Regions from separate parts of the Mus musculus genome. Here regions 1, 2 and 4 are each linked to region 3. A link is a contact called in public HiChIP or PLAC-seq and promoter capture Hi-C data. All regions are on one chromosome and are shown on one strand. Each heading gives the region's core, a stretch centred on a gene start, on an enhancer-like site or on the middle of the called end of the contact. The rest is flanking DNA. Distances are from core to core; before and after follow the strand shown. Region 1 overlaps Hnrnpul1 (heterogeneous nuclear ribonucleoprotein U-like 1). Region 2 has its middle 7.8 kb from the start of Gm51473. Region 3 holds the start of Erf (Ets2 repressor factor). Region 4 holds the start of Tmem91 (transmembrane protein 91).

The links. Promoter capture Hi-C pulls out the DNA fragments that hold promoters and counts their contacts. HiChIP or PLAC-seq counts read pairs in DNA pulled down with a chosen protein or histone mark.
Region 1: a contact with region 3 is called in a promoter capture Hi-C map of pre-B cells. The contact joins the enhancer-like site here to the promoter of Erf in region 3. A contact is called at or near these places in 4 of 39 promoter capture datasets (cranial neural crest, liver and pre-B cells) and 1 of 9 other capture datasets (liver).
Region 2: a promoter capture Hi-C map of pre-B cells shows a contact between it and region 3. The contact joins the enhancer-like site here to the promoter of Erf in region 3. A contact is called at or near these places in 8 of 39 promoter capture datasets (the C10 cell line, cranial neural crest, hippocampal neurons and 5 more) and 2 of 115 datasets of contacts at active chromatin or transcription factors (craniofacial prominence and memory CD8 T cells).
Region 4: an HNF4G HiChIP or PLAC-seq map of pancreatic cancer cells shows a contact between it and region 3. The contact joins the promoter of Tmem91 here to the promoter of Erf in region 3. A contact is called at or near these places in 10 of 39 promoter capture datasets (the C10 cell line, the HPC-7 cell line, cranial neural crest and 6 more), 3 of 484 Hi-C or Micro-C datasets (CD8 T cells, Sertoli cells and natural killer cells), 6 of 115 datasets of contacts at active chromatin or transcription factors (the 230-238 cell line, bone marrow-derived macrophages, embryonic stem cells and 3 more) and 2 of 9 other capture datasets (adipose tissue and liver).

Annotation. Positions count from the first base shown.
Region 1 is chr7:25,730,113-25,733,342 of GRCm38.p6, reverse strand. It overlaps Hnrnpul1 (heterogeneous nuclear ribonucleoprotein U-like 1), which reads left to right. Exons shown (of 15, transcript NM_144922.3): 9 at 1-99; 10 at 199-327. Among named protein-coding and RNA genes, the nearest start is that of Ccdc97, 13 kb to the right of the region's middle. Within about 2 kb of position 1,497, at least 39 of the 459 cell types and tissues checked have an H3K27ac peak or open chromatin away from gene starts, as enhancers often do. A contact at or near this core is called in pre-B cells, where this site is marked.
Region 2 is chr7:25,592,718-25,596,232 of GRCm38.p6, reverse strand. No RefSeq gene overlaps it. Among named protein-coding and RNA genes, the nearest start is that of Gm51473, 7.8 kb to the left of the region's middle. Within about 2 kb of position 1,627, at least 6 of the 459 cell types and tissues checked have an H3K27ac peak or open chromatin away from gene starts, as enhancers often do. A contact at or near this core is called in pre-B cells, where this site is marked.
Region 3 is chr7:25,249,280-25,252,585 of GRCm38.p6, reverse strand. It overlaps Erf (Ets2 repressor factor), which reads left to right and starts at 1,828. Exons shown (of 4, transcript NM_010155.3): 1 at 1,828-2,007. The coding sequence starts at 1,986.
Region 4 is chr7:25,673,842-25,677,411 of GRCm38.p6, reverse strand. It overlaps Tmem91 (transmembrane protein 91), which reads left to right and starts at 2,246. Exons shown (of 4, transcript NM_177102.4): 1 at 2,246-2,376.

The DNA.
Region 1 (3,230 bases), core at 248-2,747, 480 kb before region 3:
GCTGCTGGCAAGACCACGTGGGCCATCAAACACGCTGCCTCCAACCCTTCCAAGAAGTACAACATTCTGGGTACCAATGCCATCATGGATAAGATGCGGGTAAGGATGACCTGTGAGTTTACCTGACTTACCTCCCAGCCTCTGGGTGCTATCCTGTACCTAAGACTCCACTTACCTTTCATTCCCTCTCACCCACAGGTGATGGGCCTGCGGAGGCAGCGGAACTATGCTGGTCGCTGGGATGTCCTGATCCAGCAGGCCACTCAGTGCCTCAACCGTCTTATTCAGATCGCTGCCCGAAAGAAGCGAAACTATATCCTAGATCAGGTACTTGCAACCAACTAGTGGTCCTTGGCAGAGGGGTGGAAACGTAGTCACTGCATGGGGATCCCCTCCAAGCCCTTTTCTCAATTCTCCATCGTGCTCTGTAGCAGCTGTGCTGGTCAAGGGCGCACCATTTGTGAGGATAGCAATAGCCCCTTCATGCCACTTTCTGACCCAGACCTACCGGCTCACTCATTTTTAGGCAAGAGTCACATAGCCACATGAAAGAGGAATAGATTTCTTTGTGTGTAGGTGTTTTGCCTACATACCAGTTTGCTGCATGTGTGCCTGATTCACAAAAACCAGAAGAGGGCATCAGATCTTTGGTACTGGAGTTACACTTTTGTAAGCTGCCATGTATATGGGTTCTGGGAGTGGTCTTCTGGGAAAGCAGCTAGTACTTTTAACCACTGAGCTATTTCTCCAGTCTCAAGAACCAAAGATTTCTAAGTCTCACAGGCTTGAACCCCAACTCTACTGCTTGCTAGCTATCATTTGTGGACAGCCAACTTGATCATGTGAATGAATCTCAGCATCCTAGTTTGCAAAATGGAGCTTAAGGCCCCTCGTGCCTCCATAGGACCGAGTTCAGAACAGCTGGTGTGGATATCGTTACACGCTGCAGAGTAAAGGTACTCTAGCTTCTCTGGGCACATCCTTAGGAGTATGTGGCACATGTTTACATTTCAATTAGGGGTGGGGTTCAGTCAGTTTTGAATTGGAGTCAAAACACTGTGTATGGTTTTCAGCATTGTCAAAAGAATGAGTGGGCTAAGCAGAGCTTAGAATCGCTGTCACTGGTGGGTTCCACATGTTTGTTACCCACACAGCATTTTATTTGCATTTGTTGTGTAGGCTCCATTGAGTTGCAGCAGCGTGTGTTTACTTGTTGTGGGTTCTCTGGTTCAGCCTTACATGCACGCTTTCTTAGGACCCTATAAGCATACAGATAAACCCTATAAAGCCCCATCGTGTAACCTGGCTAAAGTGCTTTCTGTGTGTGGCACTGACTACTTGGAACCATGGCTTAAAGCCTGATGAAAAGGGAGCTGGTAACTAGCATTGGTGGCTGGCTGAGTGGAAAGGAAGTCTCCAGGAAACATGTTGTCCTCACATGAATTGAAGATCCTGCACAGGCCAGTTGACGACAGTTTGTAAGCGCTCTGTGGTTTTCCTTTAGCTCAGCCCTGACAGTAAGGGGTCTACTACTCAGCCTTCTCTCTAGACATGCTTAGTTGGCTTCTTGTACTGGCAGTCAAGTCTAGGACCTTACTTATGCTAGATAAGTTCTCCCAATCAAGCTTTATATTCACTGCTCCCCACCTCACTCTGCCCTATTCTCTTTGTTAGACCTTTTCGGAATTTTAGTCTGTCTGTCCCACTGGACTTCTAAGAGGCTGAGCCATGATGTTTATGCCCTGAGGTTCCTCTTTTGCTCTCCCCAGAAAGAATTCCCTGCCTGACCTTTACTCACATTGCTGCCCAAATTAGCCCAACAGTGGAAGTCACGGTGAGAGCATGCCATGTGCCATTTCTGTCCTGCAGTTCAGGCAGGCACAAAGTAGAACTAATGCAGCCTTCTTAGCTGCTACATCCTTGTTTGGAGCTGGAGTTAGGCCTAAGTCGCACAGATCGCCTGTGGTCTCCAGCCTGCTGACCTCGCAGAAGGGATGCAGATCAGGCCATATGATCCAAACCAACCATAATGCAAAGGCTCCTGCCCTCCAAAGTAAAGAACACAGTCCTCTAGTTAACCCAAGGCTAGAGCCAGGGGCTGAAGCTCTAGGTCAGTGAGGCCAATAAAGAGGTTTTAAGCCAGTGGCTTTTCTTTTTTTTTTTTTTTTTTTTTTTTGGTTTTTTGAGACAGGGTTTCTCTGTGTAGCCCTGGCTATCCTGGAACTCACTTTGTAGACCAGGCTGGCCTCGAACTCAGAAATCCGCCTGCCTCTGCCTCCCAAGTGCTGGGATTAAAGGCATGCGCCACCACGCCCGGCGGCTTTTCTTGTTTTAGCCAAAACTCCAAAAAGTTTGTTCCAGAAAATTTAATTATGAAAAATTTGTTGTATGAATGAATGTAGGCAAAGGTTTGGAGCACATCTTGACACGACCATTAGCCGTGGTTGTGAGGATTACTTTGATAATGCGTAGCTGTCTCGTGGGCAGGGTAGATCTTTGAAAGAGACTAGCACTGCATGCTGTGTTCCCATAGTCGCAGAATCTCAGCCCAGGTCATATTCCCTGTAGTTAGCTCTTCTGTACCTATTATGTGTCAACCTCAGACATACCTGTCCTTGGAAGATAATTCATCTCTACAACCCTGCTGAGGCTGGGCAGCCAAGATTCTACCTTTGCCAAGCCCCTAGCCAGGCAACCCTAGGATGAGGTTTCTAGCCTGTCTTTAGGCTATCATAGGGATTCGAAACAGGGTGTTCAACAGGAACTGTGTGTTCTAAGAGACAACAAAGTTGCCCAAACCATCTGGAGCTGGAGGTTATAGTCTATAGGCCAGGAAGAGCATTGGTCAGTCAGTTGGCTGCATACAACTTTGCTTACTTGGCCTCACACTCAAAGCTTTGGTTCTAACTGAGCATGATGGTGCATGCCATGATGACAGCACTAAGGAGACAGAAGTAAGCTGAGTTCCAGGCCAGCCAGAGCTATGTGAGACCCTGATTCAAAATAAAACAAAAAACTTTGGGTTCTAGTTCCATTCTCATCCCTGTTGGCAGGTGCTGCCACCACCCCTCCTCTTCCTCCTCCTCCTCATCATCATTTTTTTTTCCTGAAACAAACATAGGGCCAGAGTCGGGCCCGAAAGTAAACTGCCTCTTGTTAGCAGGCACTGGAGGGAATTTTCTTTCCCCCACCCCCACTGTCCCCAGAGCCTTAAGCCTGCTTCATTCCTG
Region 2 (3,515 bases), core at 378-2,877, 340 kb before region 3:
CATCTATTCTTCTTGAGCGCATTTGCTTCTTTTTTCTCTAGACCTTTCAGGTGCATTTCTTTCTTTCTTTCTTTTTTCTTTCTTTCTTTCTTTCTTTCTTTCTTTCTTTCTTTCTTTCTTTCTTTCTTTCTTTCTTTCTTTCTTTCTTTCTTTCTTGAGACAGGGTTTCTCTGTGTAGCCCTGGCTGTCCTGGAACTCACTCTGTAGACCAGGCTGGCCTCGAACTCAGAAATCTGCCTGCCTCTGCCTCCCAAGTGCTGGGATTAAAGGTGTGCGCCACCACACCCAGCATCAGGTGCACTTTTAAATTGTTAGTACAAGGACTGCCTAATTTCTTTATGAGGGCACTCTTAGTGCTATGAACTTTCCTCTTAGCACTGCTTTAATGCTGTCCCATAAGTTTGGGTTATGTTGTGCCTTCATTTTCATTGTATTTTGGAAGGTATTTAACTTCTTTTTTCTTTTCTGACCCACTGGTCATTGATTGGAGAGTTGTTCAATTTCCATGAGTGTGTAGGGTTTCTGTTGTATCTCTTGTTGTTGAAGTCCAGCTTTAATCCATGGTAGTCTGATAGGATACATGGGGTTATTTCAGTTTTCTTGTATCTTGCTTTGTGACTGACAAATATTGCTTGTTTCTAGCTATTGACTTTCTGCTTAACATTGAAAACATATACAGGGCCAGGTGGTGGTGGCGCATGCCTTTAATCCCAGCACTCGGGAGGCAGAGGCAGACAGATTTCTGAGTTCGAGGCCAGTCTGGTCTACAGAGTGAGTTCCAGGACAGCCAGGGCTACAAAGAGAAACCCTGTCTCGGGGGAAAAAGAAAAAGAAAAAAAGAAAACATACAGGAAGTTAAATAAGGCTTATTTCTGTAACTAAGTAAATTAGTCCCCAACATGACTATAAGCTTGATTATTTATAGATGGTTATTAACTTCCATTTCTTAATTATCATTAACAGTTTTACAATAGTAGTTTTCATAAAACTAGAACTTTACATTTTCAAATGAGTTGCATACTCACATATAACTTACACAAGAGTTGAATCATATACAATGTATGGTATAGCGAATATAGCATTAAGTTTTTATCATCATACAAAAATCCCCATCAATCTAAAGTGTTTGAGGGCTTTTGCTTTACTCGTCTAAAAGGAGGTACAATAACATGCCTTTCTTTGTTCTTTTTCATCCCCTTATGTCCTGATTTACTCATCTTCCCCCCCTAACACTAGTGGGAGGGGAAGAAGGATGGGGGAGATAGAAAGACGTCCCTGGTTTCCTTTGTTTCCTCCTTGATAATGACGAGTAACAACTTGAAACCAATCCCACTAAATGACTACACACATCCATAACCCACTGAATGACCGAAACCCACTAACCACCTCTTGGGAATGAGGGTGTTATGTTCTTAAAATTGCTTCCTGAAGTCTGGGGCGACAGTTTTTTTTTTTTGAGGTGGGGGGGATCCTAGAAAACCGTGATATTGGACAAGTCTTGGGAGACTTGGCTGTCTCCTTTGCTGTTCAGGCTCTGTGGGATAGGAAAGTGTGGGATGTAACTGAAGTCCTGGCAGAGACATTGTATGAGGCTGGACACTTTGAAACTGTCCTGGATACAATTTTTGAGGAAACAGCAATTGAGGCAGTCTGTGAGGCTGGGTCCCCTGGGGCTAGATGCTTTGTCTTCAGTGGTGTCTTTTCAGTTGGCTCTGAAAGCACATAAACTTTTATAGGTAACATTGTAAGGACATTTCTGTATTAACACATGCATGGAATGTGCAGTGTACACATTATCAGCTAATGATAATTTCTTTGCTCTATGTTTGAGCAGATGAAATGCATCTGTCAATCTTCTACGTCTGTTTGAACATATCATCAAGCTGTAGAATAAATCGCCCGCCATGACAGATGAAAGGATGAGAACCAGGTAGTCAAACAAATTCATTGGCTTCTCCAGAGACATGCGTGTCTCAGCTGGTCTCTTAGCTGTTCCCAAAACCAGGGACTGTCCTTCATGTCATCTGTTTTGTAGTTTTTCTGGGTCTCTTTCTTCACATCTTTCATGTCAGGAGCCAAGATTTTCAGAAGGTCTCCCACAGTCAAGTCTAATCTTTATTAACTTTGAAAGAATCCATAGATTGTTGCTTCCTCTTGAAGCAAAAGCTTATCTTCTTTGCCAATGCAACATATTTCCTGACTACCATTCTGAGGTCAACGTATCATTAAAGTATACAGGGTAATTTAATTCAGCACTCCTTTCTAAAATGTCTAAATCTTCAGCAGCTGCGCCATCTGTCTCATTAATATTTTAAAAACGTAAAGTAAATGAAGCATTATGTAATCTCTCTCTGGGAGATCTCATAACCTCCCCTCTGCTCATGCATATCTCCTTTAAAGTATGGTTAGACCTTTCTAGAACTATCTGACTTGTGGGATTGTAAGGCATACCTGTAACATGTACTATGTTATAACCTTTGAAAATGTGTTGAACTTTAATGGATACACATGCCAGAACATTATCAGTTTTAATCCGTCAAGGCATTCTTAAGATGGCCATCACTGGACCAGTCTCCCTGCCCCCTGCACCCCTGCACTGGTGGCTGGCAGGATGGAAATGGGTGGCCAGTGGCTGCACTGTCCCCTTCTCTGGGCCTCTATACTGTCTCTACCACCATGGCTCCCTGATCCTGTGCACGGATCCTGGGCTCTTAGTTCTCTGCTAGGACAGAATTGAAAACTCAGAGACACACCTCCCTACAATGTTAAGGGAAGGTCACTATAACAAGCTCCTGGCAGGACGATTGTGGAGCCCAGTGCTCTGCTGTGAGCTTAGCCTCAGGACCTAACAGGAGCTCAATCAGTTATGCACACTCATGGACCCTTTCTCTGCGGTAGGCAAAGCATGGAGATGATCCATGTGCCACCAGCAGAGGAGTACACAGAAAATGTGGCAGACTAATCCATTGCCATGTCAGTTGGTCCTAAAAATACAAATTTTAAAACATTGATTGTTAGTTTTAAAATCAACAGGCAGAGAATTGGACATCACCGTAGGTAGCCTTCTCACATCCTGTCTCAGAGAGTCTGTTCCTCCCTCGTTCTCACCACTCTGGCTTCTAAACTTCATCTCCGAGTTCCTGTGCTGGCCAGTCTTATGCCAACCTGATGCACAAACTGAGATCGCCTAAAAAGAGAGAACACCGATTAAAGATGCCTCCATATGACACTGTTGTAAGGCATTTTCCTAATTAGTGTTTGATTTGGGAGAGTCCAGCCCACTGCAGGCAGGGTGGTGTCACTTGTGGGCCCTGGGTTCAGTGAGAGAGCAGGCTGAGCAAGCCAGGAGAAGCAAGCCAGTAAGCAGCACTCCTTCATGGCCTCTGCATCAGCTCCTGCCTCCAGGTTCTTGTAGTGTTCGAGTTCCTGTCCTGACTTCTTTTGAGAATGAACAGCAAAACATTAGTGTAAGCCAGATAAGGCCTTTCCTCCTCAACTTTCTTTTTAGTCATGGT
Region 3 (3,306 bases), core at 579-3,078:
CCCAGTTTTTAATAATAATCTTTTATCTTTCAGGGCCTAAAAAATAGCCCCATTTTTACAGACGAGGCTTAAAGAGGTGATTTCCGTTGTTTTAGGTAAGAGAGTGGGTAGGAGAAGTAGGGTTGCCACTCAAGTCTGTTTTTGTTGTCAGGAAATGGGGACATGGGGTGTGTTACGGATCTATTTTAAACAGTGAAGTACAATGGCAAAACTGGAATTGTACAGATCAGGCCTTGAATACTGATCCCAGCACTTCCTTGCTATAGGACTTTGGCAGATTAATTTCCCCTGTAAGAAAGAGCCTTTGGTTCTTAATCTGTGGTAGGGGTTACAATAGCAGGCCCCTCATTGGGATTTTATGAGTATGAAGATGTTACAGACAATGCTTGGCTCCCAGCCTGGCACATCGTGAGCACTAAGAATTGAGAGCTGTTATTGTAACAATGATGATTATTGCTGGACCACGCTGCTCCCAGAGGGTTACAATATCCGTGGGGAGCTGCACTGTCCGTAGGCAAGGTTACATAATTCCCAAAGGGGTGACACTTCCCTGGAGGCCATGGTCTCCCTAAGGAGGAGGCATGAGACTTCTCTCTAGCACCCGTGAGCTGGTTTAAAGGCTGAATAGGAACCCAACAACGGAGAAGTTTGGGTTTGAAGCCTTAAGCACCTATAGCCTGAGCCAGATAGGCCTTCCCTCTTGCTTGCCGCATCTCACGGCTCTGATTCATCATCTTTTCAGTCTCCTAGTCCCCTATCTCTTCCTTTGGTAACTCCGGTTGGTTTATTTTTCATTATTTCCCTGAGACTGTTTAGGTTTAGTTTATGAGAATATAGCTCTGCTTCCCCTCTACCCAGTAGCAGGCTGCCTACCTGCATCCGATCGGTACCCCGATTTCCTGTTTCCCGAGCCTCAGGCTCCATCCATTCCTCCTATCTGCTGCAGCGAACACAGACTTAACACTTCCCCTACGCTCGGGCCTTTGGTCTTAAGCCCTGTCTTCCTCTCTCCTGGCGACCCCCAATGCTCCTCCGGAGCACATTTGTTCAGACTTGGGTCGCCCCCAGCATCCTGGCACTATCTCCGGAACCCCCTGCTCCAGTGTGGAGGTGGGGGTACCTCCGGCCGCGTTCCCAGGACAGCTGCAGCCTAAGGGACAGTGGTGATTGTGGGGGCTCCCGAATGCATTCTGGTCACTTCCTCCCCAGCTGGACTGGGTCTATCAGGAAGGCCAAGACCCCATCTCCACAGGAGTCGAGGGTACAGCCGCCTCCCCATTTCCGATGCTGGGAAATGTTTCCCACCCATTCCACCCCACCCCTGGACAGCTGCCCTCTTTCAGGCTCGGGGTTGAGGGGGTTGGGTAAACTCAGGCTGGGAAATGGCTGTGCTCTTGATCATCCTCCAAGATCCAGACTCCGCCCCCCTGCGGAGAAGACTCTGCCCCTTCCCCACAAAAATTTCTGATCGTCCCCCTTCATATAATTCCTTTCCTCCAAAAAGGTCCCAAAAGAAACTCTGGAGCCAGGAAAGGGCAGAAGAGAGGCAGCAGGTACTGAGTGCTGAAGACTTAAGTTCTTCTGACTTAGAGCCTCCAAGAAGGGTCGTGACCCCCAGGACCTCCCCAGCCCCTCCCTGCCCTTCCTCCCCCCCCCCCCCCCCCCGCCGCGCGGCCCCTTTAAGCCAAGAGCCGGCCGGTCCTCAGTGGCTGCGCGCCGGCAAGCGTGTGTGAGTGCGCGGGAGGGGGCGGGCACAGTGTCTCCATGGCGACGCGGCGGTGACGTCGCCGGCCGGGGGGCGTGGGCGTCCCGGCCCCGGAGTGCGATATTAACCCGGGAGGCGGCGGCGGGGAGGGGAGAGGCTCTGAGAGGCGAGGCCGGGTGCGGCGGCGAGGGCGTCCCAACGGGCGCGGGACGGGACGGGGCAACGCGGGCGCCAGGAGCAGCGGCCCGGAGTTGGGGCGCCTTGCCCCGGGCCCCCCAGCATGAAGACCCCGGCGGACACAGGTGGGGGCGGGGGCAGCACGTGTGGGGGAGACTTGTTGCCCCGGGAAACCGGGAGGGAAAACTTTGGGTGGGGGCTGAAGGGGTTCTGGGGAGCCCGATTGATACCCAGTTCTTGGGGACCCCCAAGCACTCGAGACCTGTTGCTTCTAGAGGCGCGAGCTGGGGTGCTGCCTGGGAGCCCCAATTCTGTGGATCCTTTCGGAATGGTATGGGTGCTGCGGGTGCTGGGCTTTCCCTTCCCGGACTCGGCAACCTGGGTTCTCCCGGGATCACTGGGGTGGCAGAGTCCCCTCCCTGTCGTTCTGTCACGTTGCACTCCGGGGGCCGGGACGTGTGCGGTGCGAGGTGGGGGTTCTGTACAGGGACCCGCTATGCTCGGTTCTGCGCTGCGCGGTCCGGCCCGTGACCTTCACGGCAGCGCGTGCCCAGCACCCGGTGAGCGGGATACGGGATGGCCTGGAGCTGGGCGTGAGAGGGGAACACGGGACTCGGGGTCCGGGCTGCACCGCCCCTCCCCCGTCCGTCTCCTCGCTCCCCCGCCCGGACTGAGTCGCAAAGTTCCAAAGCGCAGCCCGAACGTTCGAAAAAGGAACTTTTTGTTTCCGACCTTAGAACGCGCGGCTTTAAGGTGGCTCAGGGGAGACTTGGGTACCCTCCTCCGGCGCGGGCGGAGGCTGGGAGTTGAGGAGGGTGGGAAAGATGGGGGGGGGGGGGGGAATGCAGAGGCTCTCCCTTCGTCCTTCCCCCTCCCCGATCCTGCGCTTCTTTCAGCGGGCCGTCTTTTCCCTCCGCCCCTCTCTTCCCCGCCAAGTTGCTCCTCCTTAAGGGGCCAGGATTCCCCTCCCCCCCCATCGCCGGGCGGGGGGCAGCAGGATTAACCCCCCCTCCCACTCGGACTTTCCCCCTTCCCCTCCCCCGCCGCCCCCGGGCTCGCACAGGCTGGACTTTGCGCCCGGGCGCGCGGGGGGAGGGGGCCTCGCCGCCCCCTGCCCGTCTGCCCCGTCGGAATCCGGCCCGGGGCGGGGACGAGGGGAGGGGGAAGGGGGCCGGGCGCCGCTGTTCAAACTTGTTTCCTTCCCCCGGCGGCGGCCGCGGCTCCGGCTCCTATGTGCGGGTGTGTGCCCCGACCGGCCCACCCACCCCACCTCCCTGCTCGGCGGGTGGGGGCGGCTCTTAAAGGGCTCGGAGCAGGGCTCCGGCGCCAGGGGATTGGGGCCAAGGAAGGGGGTCGGGAGTGGGGTAGGGGTGTGCAGTGCCATAGGGTCAGTCACGTGCGTCCCACTTACTCCCCACTCCCCG
Region 4 (3,570 bases), core at 997-3,496, 420 kb before region 3:
AGTGCTGGGATTAAAGGCGCGCGCCACCACGCCCGGCTCATAATTGTTATGATTGGATCTGAATGATATATCAGGAAAAGCATAGGTGTGATACTGTATTTTTGGGCATCATGTTATGGGACATAGACTACAGAGTGAGGGGCTGGGGGTGTGGCTCAGTGGTAGAGCCTCTGCCTAGAATTCCCCAGTGAGGTGTTGAGGAAGTGACTAACGTGCAGATGCAGTTGCCTATTAGCATGCAGGAAGTCCTGGATTCTCATTCTCTAGCCACGCACCCCCCTTGACATTCTAGGCCTGTCACAAAATAAAAAAATAAGACTCCAGGCCTGCTGGGAGAGGTGGGCTGGGGAGACTCCACAAGGCTAACTATGGAGGCCATAGTTCAAACTTGACAGGAATTCACTAGGAGGGTAAGGATGATGGGTGTTACTGAGCTCAGTGGTCTGATGGAAAAATGAGGCTAGTTAGGAGTTCATACCCTCATCCGTGAGTCCGAAAGGAGGGCCTTCTTTGTGCCATGCACTTTTTTTTCAGGCCCGAGGCACATCCCTGAACAAAAGAGACTAAATCCCAGCCCCAGTGGAGCTGGTGTTGATGGGAGCAGGCAGGAGCGGCATGCAAACGGAAGCGGGTAGCAGTTTTTTAACGTGGCGTAAAAGACAAATAGAGCAAGAGGAAGGAGCTAGTAAATACCTTCTGGTGAAAACCATCCTGGCCCTTGCCCCTGGCGTTATCCCTCCCGTGGGTCTCTGTGCCAGACACTCAGACTGAGCCAAGCATGCTCCCAGACGCCATCTGCTCTCTCCGGGAGTGGGGCCGGTGCCAGCTTGAGTGTTTGGACTCTTGGCAAAGTTCCCTGGCACCCTAGAGCTAGGGAACTCCACGGCCTCACATCGGGAATCCTCCTGTCTAGCCAGATGGAGGGCGGCAGGAAAGGGAGGCAGTGCAAACTGGGTGGGCTTCCTGAAGGAGGGGATGTCTTGGAGGGCCAGGAGCGTTCTTCAGTTGAACGGACACGTATTATAAATCATAAAATTGATAAACACATTACATGTGTTCACTGCGCTTACTTTGCCAGACTTTGGGTAAATGTGTGGGCATTTGTTGTCACATCTAAGTTAAAATCCATATGTCGGGCTGTGGAAATGACTCAGAGGAAAGGGGGGCTTGCTGCTAATCCTGATAATCTATGTTGGATCCCAGGAACATATCTGGTGGAAGAAAAGAACCAACTCCTACAATTCATCCACTGACTTCTACACATGCTTGCTCTACATAGCATGTGTGCACCACACAAAAGAAATAAATGTAATATAAAAATTTTTTTGTTTTTGTTTTTGGAGACAGGGTTTCTCTGTGTAGCCCTGGCTGTCCTGGAACTCACTTTGTAGACCAGGCTGGCCTCAAACTCAGAAATCCGCCTGCCTCTGCCTCCCGAGTGCTGGGATTAAAGGCGTGTGCCACCACACTCGGCATAAAAAAATGTTTAATTGTTATCACATCTAGGAGGATGGGCATATGTCCCGAGTTTCCAGATGAAGGAATTCGGTTTAGAGAGAGATGACACTATCTATGGTCCAAAGTTCACACATCGAGTGCCTTGGAATGCCTGCAAAGGAGCTGTATGCAGAGAGCCCAACCCTGGACACCACCAACCACCAACGTCACTGAAGGATGCTTATAGCATCCCATCCTAGACCATTCCTCGGCCTCTGTCCTTGGAAGCTTCGCTCAACCTTCCTACCTCAGCTTCTTCCCTCCCCCTGGGGATTCTGCTGTGGGTTACAGTCTGTTGGCACTGGTCCCATTTGTTTATGTCAACACAGGAGCCAGTGTCCTGGCCTCAGTTTCCTCATCTGCAAATTAAAGGGAATGCAACCAGGACCCGGCAAGGGGTAGCATCCGCACTCATTGAACAAGCTGTGTTCTCAGACCAGTTACTTCACCTCTCTGTGCCTCTTTGCTGCCGGGTAAAAAAAGACCATATACCATGCTACTTAGAATTGTTCTGTGGCTGTGTATATTTAAAGCACCTCTTAGAATAAGGCACAAAGCTGTAGTCGATGTTATTATTATTGTTGAGCCATCATTTTGGGTGAGTAATGTGGGGTCCAGCCATGTTCCAACCATCAGGTTTCAGCCTCTTTAAGGGAGAAGCTGCTGGCTCTGGGACCCCCAGAATCGGAGGCCCCCTCCCGGGTCGCTGCGGAGGGGCGGAGTCTGGAGCTATTGCCCCGCCTCTCTCCTCCCCAGCTCGCTGCGGGGCTGGGGCGCAGAGACCCAAGCGCAGCTCAGCAGCATTCAGACCCTGTACGGGGTAGCCCGGACGCCCGATCTCTGGGTTCAGGTTTGCCCATCTCTGGGCGGCAGGGCAAGGTGGGTGCCCTGCAAGACCCAACCATGTCCGGCGCTTGACCGTGGGCGGTGAGAATAGATGGGGACATTGCTCCTCCCCCAGGGTCCTGGTGTTGCGGGGGCGAGAAAAGGATGGAGGCGAACCTTTGGCGGGGGACCTGCGCTAGATTTGGAATGACCTGGGGCGGGGGAATCATAGAATGAGAAGGATCTTTCTGGCTGAGTGTGAACAGTACATATGCTGAAGAGCTAAGGCGACAGGCCGGCCAGTGGGGAGATGTGTGGGGCAAGGTGCGACACCGGTTGAGCTGGACAGGTGTGCAATGGAAGGGATGAGACCTGAGAAACGTAGCAGTGGCGATTTCTGCATGGTGAGGGTGTTTGCGGTTTCAGATGCAACAACGGTGAGGACTGCAAGGTGGCTCAGGGATACACAGGATACGTAAGAACGCTGCCGGCCTCAGACATGTTTTTGAGGGGAGTCGCTGTAATTTTGCAGCATGTGCTTAAGGAGACCTTTGGCAGAGCCAGGGTGTGGGTGGGTTTACCTTCAAAAGGGATGGGTGACAGTGGCCCTGGGAACTGAGTGTGAGTGAGGGCTAGGGGTGTGTGAACTAGGGTGGAGCTCATATGTGACTGGGGATGAGGGATGGATGTGTGCATTATAGGGGGAAGGCTGCGGACCTGTGAACCTGGAGATGGAAGTGTGTGTGTGTGTGTGTGTGTAGAGGACTCATGGGACAAACGTGTGTAAGACGTGGTTTACAATGATTGTGCAACAGGTATTTTTACTACATATTTTTTGGTTTCTCGAGACAGGATTTCTCTGTATGTCCTTGGCTGTCCTAGAACTTGCCTTGTAGACCAGGCTGTTCTGAGCTTACAGAGACTCGCGTTCCTCTGCCTCCTAAGTGCTAGGATTAAAGGTGCATGCCACAACTGCCCAGTGGTACATACTTTTTAAAAATGATTTATTTTTATTTTATGTGCATTGGTGTTTTGCCTGCATGTATGTCTGTGTGAGGGTGTTGGATCCCTGGAACTGGACAGTTGTGAGCTACCATGTGGGTGTTAGGAATTGAACCTGAGCCCTCTGGAAGAGTAGCCAGTGCTCTTAAATGACATTTCTCCAGCCCTAAATACCTTTATGTGTGTATATGTATATACACACACACACACATCTCTATCTATCTATCTAATCCCAGAATTGATCAC